Linked DNA regions of Mus musculus: region 2 is linked to region 1. Evidence: chromatin contacts called from public Hi-C data. All regions are on one chromosome and are shown on one strand. The core of a region is the stretch at or near the end of the contact, and the rest is flanking DNA. Distances in the headings are between cores, read along the strand shown. Region 1 overlaps Gm36474 (a long non-coding RNA gene). Region 2 overlaps Adamts16 (a disintegrin-like and metallopeptidase (reprolysin type) with thrombospondin type 1 motif, 16).

Evidence for each region. Hi-C and Micro-C count contacts between places; a contact is called where the count stands out from the background.
Region 2: a Hi-C map of the C2C12 cell line shows a contact between it and region 1, with 2.7 times the contacts expected there. The contact joins two enhancer-like sites. A contact is called at or near these places in 1 of 15 datasets of contacts at CTCF or cohesin (the NIH/3T3 cell line) and 3 of 484 Hi-C or Micro-C datasets (the C2C12 cell line, embryonic stem cells and muscle stem cells).

The regions. Positions count from the first base shown.
Region 1 is chr13:70,677,591-70,684,564 of GRCm38.p6, forward strand. Gm36474 (a long non-coding RNA gene) reads left to right here. Exons shown (of 3, transcript XR_382636.2): 3 at 2,291-2,353. Among named protein-coding and RNA genes, the nearest start is that of Gm36474, 8.0 kb to the left of the region's middle. Within about 2 kb of position 4,026, at least 46 of the 459 cell types and tissues checked have an H3K27ac peak or open chromatin away from gene starts, as enhancers often do. A contact at or near this core is called in the C2C12 cell line, where this site is marked.
Region 2 is chr13:70,792,798-70,800,158 of GRCm38.p6, forward strand. Adamts16 (a disintegrin-like and metallopeptidase (reprolysin type) with thrombospondin type 1 motif, 16) reads right to left here. Exons shown (of 23, transcript NM_172053.3): 5 at 5,041-5,240; 6 at 2,653-2,736; 7 at 269-428. Among named protein-coding and RNA genes, the nearest start is that of Gm36529, 44 kb to the right of the region's middle. Within about 2 kb of position 1,709, at least 44 of the 459 cell types and tissues checked have an H3K27ac peak or open chromatin away from gene starts, as enhancers often do. A contact at or near this core is called in the C2C12 cell line, where this site is marked.

The sequences.
Region 1 (6,974 bases), core at 2,776-5,275:
GAGTAGTGAGACTAGCCATTTGGATGACAAAGAAACGCCGGAACGTGTGTGTGTGTGTGTGTGTGTGTGTGTGTGTGTGTGTGTGTGTGTGAAAAGACAGACGTCTTCAACTTAATAAGGTAAGAAAACATACTATCTTTCACTTGGGACGCTGCAAAAACAAACAAGAAATTCAGGCTCAGCCTACCTACCTCTGTGACAAATGTTCTGGCCAAGGTGGAGATGAGTGCTTGCGACACTGGAAAAGTTATATCATGTTAGTTCATGTATTCATATGGATGACGGAAATATGGCATCTGTGGTTGCTCATGTCCCTTGGGGTTTGGAACGTAGTCCCCAGAACAGGATGTGGGTTTGTGCACAGCTGTGTCCAGTTCTGCATCTACAGGGGTCAGTGATGAATCTGAGGAGTATATCAGGTGCTCAAGGGCCTTCCACTGAGGACAATTCTGTCCTCCTATACCCCCCTCCCCCAAGTCTGCCTGGATCTTCCTCTGGTATGCGTAGCTCTATAGGATGGTGCTAAGTCCCTTTCAGAGGAGGCAGCATCCTCTAAGCCATGCATTAGAGAAAAGGGATGACTGCTGAGTCCTGCTACAGTTCAAGATGTCCTTGCTTCCATTCCAGAAGGCAGAAGCTCCCCACCCGCAATCAGGGAGCATCGGAATGCAGGGCAACAGGGAGTAGGACTGAGTAGACTAAGCAAAGAGCTTCCAGAATCTTCTTTTTGGAAATATTTTTGATGAAATGTGACAGTTAGGCATCTCTGTCATGCCCTCATTCTGGAGTGTGGGCCGTACCCCTTTCATTTCCTGGAAGCACCAACCTAACACCTGGACTCAAGCCTCCTATCTCCTTGGCCTGGATTGGAAACAATTTCAACTTAGAAGAAAGTGGGAAAGTCCAGGACATCTGACAACCTTTTACTCAAAATATACCATGGTTCCTTATCTCATTTGCTTTTTCAGGAGTGGGAAGAAAGCAATAGCATTAGCTGCTGTGTGTGGGGTTCCTTATACACACACACATACACATACACACACACACACACATACATGTGCACACTCAGACTCATGTATACATACACAAGTATACACACGTTTTCATACATAGATACATGTATACACTCACATATATGTGTTCATGCACAGACACACACATATACCTATACACATACATATACACATACACAGACAGACAGACAGATAGTCACACACACAGATAAATAGTTCCCTTCCATCCTCTTGGATGCTATGCTCCAGAACTCCCATGGAAGACCAAAACATGTCCCATGTTGCCTGTCCTTCCTATTCATACACACCAAAATGCAATTCAATGGGAACGCACTATTCTTTGATATCAGTCAAGTGTGAAAGTCATTATATGTAGACTGTCTAAGATCATCGCTTTCAATGACAGATGGGATACAGAGCCCCACAGTCACTGTGGCTTTTGGACATTTTGCTTCACTTCTGTCTCTCTCCATGTACATGGTGATGCGTGTATATATACAGTATCATGGGCCTGCACATGGAAGTCAGTAGACAGCCTCTGGTGTTGGTCTTCTGCTTTGAGACAAAATCTCTTATTTGCCACTCCCTATGCTAGGCTGTCAGACACATGGGGTCCTCCTGTGTCTTCTTCCTATACTTCTGTAGAAATACTGGGATTACAGACTTATGCTGCAACTTCTTGCTCTCACCTTGGGACCTCACACTTGTGAGGCAGATACTTCACTCAATGGTTATCTCCTCAGACATCTTTATAGATCGTCCTTAGCAATGCTGTGGAGGAAAATGAAAATAGAGGGAAAACTGAGTCTGACTGAAGAACATGCAAACAGCTGCTACTTTGGGGATTGATTCCTTTGTATAAAAATGAGCTAATTTTATATCATGTTCAGGGAAGGCATTTTAGATTTAATAAACTAGTGAGCTTTAGACATTTGAAAACAATTACACATTGTCCAGTTAGGTAGGGTTCATGTTTAAAATGACTGACACCCACTCATTGAATTATTTCTAGCTTGAGTGTTTAGTTTAGCTTTACTGTGGAGAAATGAGAAAATATGAGTATTCATAGTTTATTGTCTAAAAGTCTTCGCCACACCTTTAATCTGGAGATGTCGTTTAAATTTTTTGTTTCAAAGGAGCTAACAAAACAAACAACCCCCTCCCCCCAATCCAAAATATTTTTCAATACTTCTGACTGAATTTTTCCATTGTTAAAAAGTAAACGAAATGGCTAATTAGGGCAAACTGAAGAGCAGATCAAACTCCTTTGCTTTCAGATACTATCTCTGCTCCGTGATCCTGTGCAGGTGAAAAACGCCTGACAGGACGGAAGAAGGAAAGGACGGATACCCAACAATTCCACAAATGAGTGAAATTCGAACAGCATGCTGGGAGTTGTGAAGCAGCGGCCTAGGAGGCACCCACAAGAACCTGCACAAGTCCCAAAGAGCATGCGCAGTGTGAGGAGGGACGCTGGCCCAGAGGACACCACCAGGAAAAATTTGGTCACGAAGAGGATGTGCATTTCTCTAATTCTTTCCTGAAAATTACCAAATATTTTAAGACAGATTTTTTTAGTGAATGTTTCTTTTTATTACCCAGTTTTCTGAAACTGGAACATTAGTCACTTCCTCGGGATGAAATTGGTCTACCCCCTTTTCTCCTGCATGTTGTTTGCCCCCCGCACCGTTGTCTTTCTGCAAGGGTTAGCTCCCATGTCTTCTCTGTATTTCTCTGCTTGTTCTGTGCCCCTCTAGGATGGTGACGCACAACTCTTTCTCTTCTCATGAAACAAAAACCCTCAGCTCAGCCCCAGAATCCACAAACACTCAAAATCTTCCCACTCCACACAAGCTCCTTCTCACACCTCAGGCTACCGCTCCCCTACTGCAGCTGTGCAGGCCAGCTCATAGCCAGGGAGGTTAGATCACTGTGACTTGTCTATACAGCTGGGTTTCTGGCAGGGTCCAGGAACCACTAATCCCTCCTTCATGGTAGAACCAAGAGTTTAGACTCAAATCCACTTTGCAGGCATACTCACATCTCTGAAAACATGATAGATTCGTCATAAAGTCCAAACAAGGGTCACCAAGCCTCAGCTGTGAGAGCATCCTCCTCCCACTGCCTGTCTGTGGCACTGGTCCTGGTGGAAGACCTGGACTCCTTCAGTTCCTTCTCAGGGGTCCTGCAGTGACTGTTCTCAAGACCTCGTGTGAAGGGATCATATGTGGAGGAGTTTCCCTGTGGTGTGAAGCAGATATTGGGGTGATGAAGACCATGGCCGACACTCTGGGGTGAAGGTCACGTGGTTGGTCATTTCTTATTGTGGCACTAGCCACAGCTGATTTAGAATCTGATGGGTGAAGCCCACGGATTGGGTCCAAACCAGAAAAATGTCAAAAGGATGCCAGAGGGGAGTTGGAAATTAGGTAATAGGGAGGGAAAAGAGTCCATGACTGGGCTCTTAAGTCTATCTGTGGTCACCACTCATGGCTTGGCTGAGTTCTCATGAGGACAAAGCCAAAGCTGTCAGGATAACAAGTCTGGTCAAACACAGACTCATCGTCATGGTGAGCTTGATCATGAAGTGACTTTGCATCCAGTCCGGGACCCAAGAGGCTGTGCCTGTTATCTGTCGTCATGGGCACTAAAAGCCTGTCTCTCCACGACCTTCCTCTTGATAGGCAGAGAGAGAGAGAGAGAGGGAGAGAGAGAGAGAGGGAGGGAGAGAGAGAGAGAGAGAGAGAGAGAGAGAGAGGTGCTGTTCGTTGGCACCAGTCTCTTGCTGCTGTCACTGGGACCTTGTATCAGAGAAATAACATGGGGTTGTGGTCACTGGAAAGGTCTCACTGAAGCAAACAAAGTCAGTTGCCATCTGCAATCCATGGACATCAAGTCTGCAAACTTTCAGCTCCTGGTACTCACAGTTCCTCAGGGCTCCCTAGCCCAGCTCTTCTTTCTCTGCCTTCCACTGATCAAACAGAAACTGTCCAGTTCTTCCATGAGCCTGTACCACGTGATTCTTGATTTACCTTGGGGTGGAAGGCAGGTCCTAGTAGGTACTTTCTCTTCCAGGCAGGGTGACCTGGATTCTGTCAAATGCTCCCTCAAGTCTGAATTTCTGTTCCTTACCACTCAAGAAATCCCAGCCCACCAGTGGGTTTTGATTCCAAAACTTCTCGTTCTCAAGGACGGCAGATCCTAGGAATGAACCAGATGAACTTGCCCAAGAGAGAACAAAGCTGCACAGCAGCAGAAGTGGCAACAAGTATTTAAGACCAGATATTTCAACCGAAGCCTAATTTCTGCTTGCCGAGTCCTGGGGCTGAGCAGCAGGTGAGGGCCTGGGGATAGAAAGTTTCTGAAATCAGTGTGAGTCAGGACACCTGTCTAAACCAGTCTAACCGGATTCTGCCCAAAGCAGACTATGAGTATCTGGCCCCAGAGATGGTGGGAGAGCAGGAAGCAGCTTGGATATTAAGGATGACTGGCTACATTGTGTGGAATGGCAAGTTATTGCTAAACTGACTGGGCGGAGTGTTTGATAAACTGCAAAGTGCAGAGACAAGCACCATAGTCTAAGCTCAAGGCCAGTGGGAAGGATCCAAAGAAAACCAACGATTGTTTTGTTCTCAGAAAATAAGGAAATGCTACAACACTGTGATGGCATGTCTCAGGGACAGAGAACCTGGTAAAAATCTCCCGCTCCCCCTCCCTTTCTCATCAATCCCGGTTCATCCCAACTCCAAAATAATTAAGGATCTTAGTGGAGGATGGAAGCAAAGCCCGAGAGCACGTGTCAGTAATAATTAGATTCTAAAACAAAGATGGGAGAGGCAGCCTTTGCTATATAGCACAGGGCTAGGTTGAGCTAGCCACATGCAGGATTATGGGATGGAAAAGCCCCTTTCTGAGGTGGGAGAATCTGGAGAGCTCAATTTACTCGGGCCAAATGTACTTTGATGGGCTTCAGGACAACAACCTCTCTAAGGTCCCTCCTGGGTGGATTTCTTACTTAAAGAAACATTGTAGCTACAGAGAAAAGAAACCCGGCAACATTACAGACTGGTGATGAAAACCTAGTCCCGGGCTTTGAGGTAGAGGCCATGTCTAGCTCCTGTTAGACAGAATTACACATTTTAAGGCACAAAAATTTCATTGGTATTTAAAATAGCTTTTTAACATGATTTTATTTTTTTAAATTATATGCACATGTGTGTGTTTGTGTACACATGGGTTCAGGTACCTCCAGAGGTCAGAAGAGGGTGACATCGGGCTGCCTGACATGGTTGCTGGGAATGGGACAATATGAACCTGTCACCTTGGAGCTGTTTCCTTAGGCCTCTAAAATATCTGTTGTGTCTAATATTCTAGGATGGTCCTCACAGAAGTGCTAGCCTCAAGTGCATCACAAAGAAGTTTTTCTCCTCTAGTGTTACAATAGCTAAAAACAAGGAAGTGCCAAGGGCTGACAATTACCCATGGTCTTAGACAAGAGGATGATGCCACAGAAGAACCCATTGGATCCACTGAAATTCAAGCAGTGGGTGAGATAAAAGATAAACATCAGTAAATGGAGGATGTTGGGATGGTTAAAGCTCAATCGAGAGGACTGGCTGATCCTTAGGAGGGCTCAGGTTTGACTCCATATACCGGAGCCTCACAACCATCTGTAACTCCAGTTCCAGGGTATCTGATTCAGGGTTTCTGCACAAACATCAGAACCAAGAAGCAAGTTGGGGAGGAAAGGGTTTATTCAGCTTACACTTCCACACTGCTGTTCATCACCAAAGGAAGTCAGGACTGGAACTCAAGCATGTCAGGAAGTAGGAGCTGATGCAGAGGCCATGGAGGGATGTTTCTTATTGGCTTGCCTCCACTGGTTTGCTCAGCTTGCTTTCTTATAGAACCCAAGACTATCAGCCCAGGGATGGCATCACCCACAGTGGGCCCTCCCCTGTTGGTCACTAGTTGAGAAAATGCCCCACAGCTGGATCTCATGGAGGCATTTCCCCAACTGAAGCTCCTTTCTCTGTGATAGCTCCAGTTGACACAGGAAACGAGCCAGTACACAGGGAATCTCAACTGTCTCTTCTGGCCTCCTCAGTCAATGTTTAAGCACAGGATACACAGATACAGATGTAGGCAGAACATCATACACATGATTTTAAAAAATCAGTAAATGTTAAATGTGTTAATGTTGGTAAATGTACTGTTTTGTTTTAATCAAAGTCCATTTCTAACACTAAAGTGGCATGATTTACCATGCTCTCAGACAGTCTAAAAACAGTACATGTGGTGTGTGTGTGTGTGTCTGTGTGTATGTGTTGTATAATTATGCAGTTACATGTATGCACGGAGAGGGAGGGAGGGAGGGAGGGAGGGAGGGAGGGAGGGAGGGAGAGAGAGAGAGACAGAGAGAGAGAGAGAGAGAGAGAGAGATGCTTCATTTGTAACTTTGTGATTTTACTTCCCTCTGGGCTTCCCTATGTTTTGAAAATACTAGGAATTTTTCTTGACTGAACAGAGGCAGGCTGCGCTCCTCCACCCACACAGTATTATGATTTGTGGTTGCTACTTATTGCTTACTTACTGTCCCTTGCTCGTAAGTTGCACTTTATCATTGCTATATATGCATCCTGTGAAGACGAATCCTACAACTAATATTGTTTGGGTGTGCTGTCTCTGGGAGGAGTAGGGCTATTCCTTAGATCAGGATATTTGTCTGTGTAGATCTCTGCCTCTGCCTCTCTCTCTCTCTCTCTCTCTCCCCTCTCTCTCTCTCCTCTCTCTCTCTCTCTCCTCTCTCTCTCTCTCTTTCTCATGCATGTGTGTGTGCATATGTATTATTGCATAGCCAAGAATTCCATTGTCATCTTGTCACTGTGAAGAAGCAAATGGAAAAGCATCATTAGCAGATTCAGAGCAAAAAGCCACATAATGTTCTAACTCAATTTCTTA
Region 2 (7,361 bases), core at 459-2,958, 110 kb after region 1:
AGAGTATTACTGTGGTGTCACCATCAATATTAATGAATCCATTACTCTTGTTACATTATGAGACAGCTTGAATCTCCCTGTCCCATTTGCCGTGGCAGGAGACATGGGAAAGGGCAATTATTATATGAGAAGAGGCAGGAACTGGGGTCCTTGTTCTTGCTATACACCAGTTGACACATCACATACAAGAAAGCTACTGGTGGTGATGATGGTAACTACACGATGACCCTTCCCCCACATCCCTGCAAATCACACTGGAGAATCTTACCCAATGTGTCACAGGGCTCATTCTTCCAGGAACATATGTCCAGACCAGTCAGTAAGATGGCGTGGTCATGACGAGTTCCATCTTTCCCCATCAATCCGGATTGCCACTGGCAGAAGCTGGTTAACGTGTGGTCTGCATGGTGACTAATCGCCAGCCCTGGCTAGGCAAGAGAGGCCAAGACACCCACAGAAATGTAGAGAAAGCATGCTACCGCCATTCTCAACACAGCAGGCTATTCTTAGTGGAGATTTAAAATGCAAAAATGAACCCAGAAGGCACATGATAAGAGGTACATATGATGCTTTAACATCCCAAAGGCTGCATTAAACAAGTCACTTATGTGCCTTTTTGTGCACAAGCCATTGTAATGTATCTGATGGATTCTTGGATTCAATGACCAAGAAAGATAGCATCTTAGTAGGAATCTTTCATTTAAAAAAATCTTTGAATAACACTTTATAAAATTGTAGCTGAAATAGCATCTTTTGTGTGTAGCTCATACAATACACACACACACACACACACACACACACACACACAGAGAGAGAGAGAGAGAGAGAGAGAGAGAATACTTCCCCAGCAATAAATTCACAACCGTAGCCAAGAACATTTTCACCCTGATGTAACAATGTTAAGCCAGTAACTTTTCTACAGAGACAACTTGTTTCCACCAAAAGGTCAACTTCTAGATAAACTTTAATCATGAAACAGTATAGAATCCCATTAGCCTTATCCATACATGTCAAGTGCAGCAGTGGACTATGGGCACGAAGTCTAGAACTACAGGGGACGGAGGAGGGAGGGCCAGGAACACTGTGAGAGCTGTTGCATTGAATTATTGACCCACTTGTAGGTTTGCTACAGTGTCCTAACGGTAATCAGAGAATACCAGTTTACATGCCCCTGTTTCAGAATTCTATCTTGTTCAATGCTTTAACCCCAACTGAAGAAAGTTCTCTCATAGTCACTCAAGACATTTTCTCCTTAAATGTTTATTTTGTTTTCCCAGAGTCCCATGCACTTCAGCGACCTGCTGTGCATAAGCACACAAGCACGCCTGCATTCCTTGGCTGGTGACTTCCAGGAAACTGTTGTTAATTAAAGTTAACACAGGTGTACGATCAAACGATAACCTTGCTTATTCTTTGCATCTTGGATGAATTCCAAAGCAAGAATGTTTTAATGCAGGGAATAATTAACCTGTCACCCGAGAAGCCTGGTTAGTTCAGCAACCTCCCTGCCCAGCTGCACACTCACAGAGCAGACAATAGGGCTAGACAGGCCAGACAGCCCTCCCTGCTGCATCCCACCTTCATGGAGAAGGGGCATCCCACAGATGGTATGAATCATCTCTGATTCCATCTAAAACATTCCTGGCTTTATAAACAAGAACGCCGTGGCTACCAGGAGACACTGAAGACGTCACCAAGGGTAGGAGTGGATGCTGGGTGTCTAGCTCAGGCCCTGAGCCCACATGCCTTTGCTGAGTCAGTAACCAGCCTAGGAGAAATAGAAGTAGGGCCCATTTTTAATGAAGACTTCCCTTTTGCCGATGCTGTGAGGAGCTCCTTGGGGTGCTTAGCATGCATTTGTGTGGGGTGACAGGAGGCCACCCTGTGAGGAAAGGGTCTTTTTCACCCATTGCCACCAAGACAGCATTAACTGAGATGAGTGTCCAGTGAGGAAAATGTGTTATGTCTTCCAGGATCTCCAAGAAAAAACAAAAGCCTACATCTGAACATTGTGGGGATTTTTGGAAGCAGGAGGTATCAGGGTAAAACAACACAGCACAGCACAGTATGGTGCAGTTTACTGTCCATGCTAGAAACATGGGTGGTCTTCTGCAAAGCACAGATAGAAAGCTCATGGTGGCTGAAGACACATTGGCCCTTCATACCGTCAGTGTGTTTTCTTCCCACAGTCTCATGACAAGTGCATTCTCTGTTCTGTTTCCTTGTGAGCTCACTTACACAGCATAGTTCTCTCTCTCTCTCTCTCTCTCTCTCTCTCTCTCTCTCTCACACACACACACACACACACACACATACACCACACACAGCTCCCTACCATACTTACAGTACACATCCGACATACACATGCAGGCACACACAGAGATAAACAAACACCATATAGACACATGTAATGCATTCATACATACACACACACACACACTACACACTACATGAACACACACACCACACCTACCATACCACCATGAGAAATGAAAAGAAATGAGTCATTTTAAACACAAAATATGAAATCTTTCTCTTCCCAAGTAAGAGAGAAAGGAAGAGTACACGGAACGATTGCATTAAAACCAGAAGCAGCTTTTCACAGTCATTTTCCTCCAGGGGAAAGAGCCGCTGCCTTGGGAGCTGGAATACCTGTTCATCTTCCAGCAGAATGAGTCCCACAATGACAATGTTGATGTTTCCCCCAATTGTTCCATCCTTGAATAAGGCAGACACCTGAAACAGAAAACAAACAAACAAACAAACAAAAAACCTGCATTAGCTGTGAGCGAATCCTCAGCTAGTCATGGCCCGGCTTCTTGCCTGGCAGGGCAAACCCTAGTTCTTCAGTGCCCGAGCTAGGTGAGTATCATCCTCTTACATTTCTCAGATGGTAAAGATATGTGAAACCCTAAATGTGGAAACTTGGATTTCTAAAGCTAAAGTTTGAGTAGGAGGTGGCAGAGGAGGATGAGGAGGTCCACCTATTAGCTATCAGGAAGGAGAAATAGGTTTTTAAAATCCTCCTCCTCCTCTTCCTCATCCTCCTCTTCTTCCTCTTCCTCCTCACCACCACTGCCACCATCATCATCATTATCACCACCACCATCATCATTATCACCACCACCATCATCACTATCATCATTATCACCACCACCATCATCACTATCATCATTATCACCATCATCATCATCATCATCATCATCATCATCATCATCATCACCATCATCATACTAGCCTTGCTGTGTAGGCTAGTGAGCCTTTAACTCACACTCCATTATCTTCAGCTTCCTCTGAGCACTGGCCTGTGCCACTGTGTGTTACTAGAAGGATTATTTCCATCCCAGTGGGAAAAGCATATGCCAAGTGCACACAGGACTTCTAGAACCATAGGGGAGACACTCGGGGCAAAACCAGGAGGACAGAAAGGAGGAGTGGGGGTGGAACAAAAGAATGAGTGGACAGCATGAACACTGGGGACCAGGGCACCCAGACGCAGAAACAAAGGATTAGGAGCAGAGTCAGTGTGGCAGCCATGGAGGGCTGAGAGAACCCTTTGCTGCCAAGGTAAGGAAATATTGGAATGCCTCTACAGAATACAGGCAAATGGCAGCTACCACTGATCAGAGATGCAGGGACCCGAGACTCCACAGAGTACAGCTTCAGAGCCAGGTGCTCTGGGAGTTCTCTGGGAGGAGAGACACCCGATGAATTTCCTTGATGGGAGAGAGAGAATTTGGATTTACTGTGGGGAGTGAGACATATTTGGGGTATTTTGGGGGGAATCACAGATTCATCTGGGGTACTCTGTTTACAGATGTCAAAATATACATTTTAAACACTGTCATTAACTCTTTTCCTGACATGTGTGCACCTCAGTTTTTCTCTGTGATGAGGATTTATCCCACAGGTGGCAGGTGCAGAGCACCACTCCTGGGTCCTCAGTAACTCCCACAGGTGTTCTTTATACAAAGACAGCTTCATCTGGGAAGCTATTCCAAAATAAGAGTTCTTCATTTTCTGCAGATAACTTAGATTCAATACCTGAAGATTAACATTCCTAAAACAATGGGCATTATCTGCACCCAACAATGCATTATCTGCATTTCACTTTGCATTATCTACACCTCACAGTACATTATCTGTTCCTCACCTAGTGTTATCTGTACCTCACTTTGCATTATCTGTAATTCACATTGTGTTATCTGCATCTCACATTGCATCATCTGCTTCTCACCTAGTGTTATTTGCACTTCACATTACATTATCTGCTCCTCACATTGCATTATCTGCTCCTCACATTGCATTATCTGCTCCTCACATTGCATTATCTGCACCTCACATTGTGTTATCTGCACCTCACATTGTATGTTAATCTGATAAAGTTTTGTTGCATCAAAGTGTATCAATATCCCAATGAGATTTCTAGTGTGTGAAGATATCAGTGAGCCCTAAATGTCTCAGAAACAAATTAAGTTGCAATGATGATCTAATTAGTTTCTCCCTATTTCATTCTCCAACATTCTAAAAATTCACCTTTTGATTGGAAATTAGTAAAATGAGTTTCTTATACTAAGACTCAGCTACACAAATGAGGAAAGAAACACACATTGTCATATGCACAGAGAGACATACATACAAATACACACATGAACAAGCATACAAATTAACATATACATATAATGTACACAAGGACACATGGTCACGTAAACACACACACCATACACAGACAGACACACATGCACAGATATATACAAGCAGATGCACACTTGCATGCACACACACAAGCACACACACAGGCAGACACATAGTGGGACACACAGTGGCACATGCACATATACACACCGGTGCACACACATAGAGAGACACACACAGACACAAACACACGTGCTTACATGCACACACACAGGTACACACACACAGGTACACACACACAGAGGCACACACATACATAAATTCATGTGCTTAAACACACACACACACACACACACACTCAGGTGCACACACACACACACACACACACACAAACATCAGCCCTACCATGTTGAGAATGGTGAGGACATAAGTCGTAATGTTTTCATGGCCATGGCTTTGCATCATCTTTCTGTCAACCACCACCAGTGTCTCCACATTTAACTCTTCATTTCTGTGGGATTTCAAGAGCGAGCGCTTGTGTCGGGAACTAGGCTTGTACTCATCAGGCAAGATGTAGAGGTCATCGTTGGGAGGCTGAGGCATGTCTATGGAGGAACATGTAGAGAGCAAGCTAATGCAAACACACAAAACCAGAGGCATAGCTGATTCTACAGAAGTGTCTGAGAAAGGAATGCTCATGTTGAGTAAGGTGATCCTGAATTTAATGACAGCTTGGGCTACATAAAGACAGCGAAGCATGGCAATAGGGTTCCCATGTTAGAAGAAGAGAGACCTGCCCAGCTTTTGGGATACAAGACATGTTTTAGTCACCTTCTCTATTTATATGATGCTCGTACAATCTGGATGTCTTGGAAACAGACCATTTCCAGAACTAACTTCGCATTCTTTTGTCCTGATTTAAAATGAGAAATGAACCCTAGCATCTAAAATGAGCATCCTAGGAGCAAGGGCATGGGGACTTGCAGAGCAGGACTCCTCCACACCTTGACAGAGTAGCAAACACCACAGGGCCAACAGCACAGCCATTGGCACCGGCTAACGTTTCTGTCATAGCTGATACTGGTGTCTGGATGGAGCTAGCTTTCCAGTACTCTTCCCAGTCAATCATACACCATTGGTGGCAGCTGCACTCAGTGGGTGCTACACATTCTAACACACTCCCCTGAATACTTAGCAGATCTAATTATAGAGCAATCTGTTCTCTGCCCTCGTGGAAAGTTAACACTCTATTGAAAACAATTAACTCTAGAAGGGTGGCTAGGAAAACACAGGATCGTTTCATGGGAAGGCATACTTCAATCGCCACCTGGTGACATGAAACTCCAACTGGACCAGCTGTGAACATACATCTCCCTACTTGATTGGTGCTCACAGCCAAAGCACTTTAATCTTTTGGTTTGTTGGTCAGTTGGAATTAAAAACTGAATCCAGAAGTGATCCAATATCCAAAACTATCTTAGTTTAGACGTGAAGCACAAGTAGAAATCCCATCTTATAGCCTTGTGACAAGTCAACCTGAAACCTACACACCTTGAGAACATTCTCGAGGATCACCCTTAGGATACATGAACAGGCACGTGGGCAATAATGAATCCCCTGTTCAGGTTCGGAATCTAACCCCAGGGTAGTTCATTATGGGTACACACAAGTATTCCACAACTCAAGATAGGATGACATAGGTAAAGGTTCCCATCTCAAGTGTTTATTACATCTGAGGAGAACATAACCTGTTACTCAAACCTAAGCAAGTCCTCACCAAGGCTGACTGAAGCTGTATTAAACATTGTAACTTGCAGATGCATGCACGCCCTTGCCCTTAGGAGCTGTCCTGGGTCACTCATTAGGCCTCTATATGAGCTACTGTATGAGATGCTGTGGGACCTGAGGCAGGGCAGTAAATGAAGACAACTGCTGGCTCTTATCTAGAAAGTGTTAGAAAGGAATTCAGATGCGAGTGGTGTGGTCTTAAACCCAAGTGGTGGGAAAATGTTGGCATAACAAAAGGAGGCTGCAACAATGAGCCTGGCAATTGTATCCCCAGGGCTGGCTACATGGGCAGGAATTCCTGGAAGCTGTATCACACTGGCCAGAGCTCTTAGAAGCTATTAGAGCAAAGAAGACATGTGCCTCAGGTCAGTGCTTTCCGAGTGCCCAGGAAACACCAGTCCAGCTAACCCCACATCAGTGCATGCCTATGGCTGAGATGAGATGATGACATTCCAAAATTCCCTTCATCGTAGCTCCAGTTTCAGCATCTGCTTTAACAAATTGTCTGCATCGGTCACTTGTTTCCGACAGATGCCTGAGGGAGTGCGGAGACCGCACCGAGAGTCTTTGCACACAGGTATTCTAACAGAGCCTTTGTAGGAGTGAGACCCACTTAGAAGAACAGGACCATACTGACAAAAGCAGGACCCATCCCACAAGAAGCCAAGCAAGCAAAGACACGTCCCATTGAGTTGGACTCAATCTGAGATCTCCAGTTCTGTCTGAACACAGCCCTTGTGTTTTGTTCCTGAAATAAGATGGGTTCAGACACTGCACAGGCTCTGATACCTCGGTGACACTCGCTTCTTCACTGAGTATCAGGGTGTTGACCCATTCCCTAAGATTCACCCAAATCCGCAGGGCACCTGCTAGGTTCTCCCTTCTGCTTCCATGGGGCAGATAAGACCACTATCAGAGGCAGAGAAGGCTGGGACTAG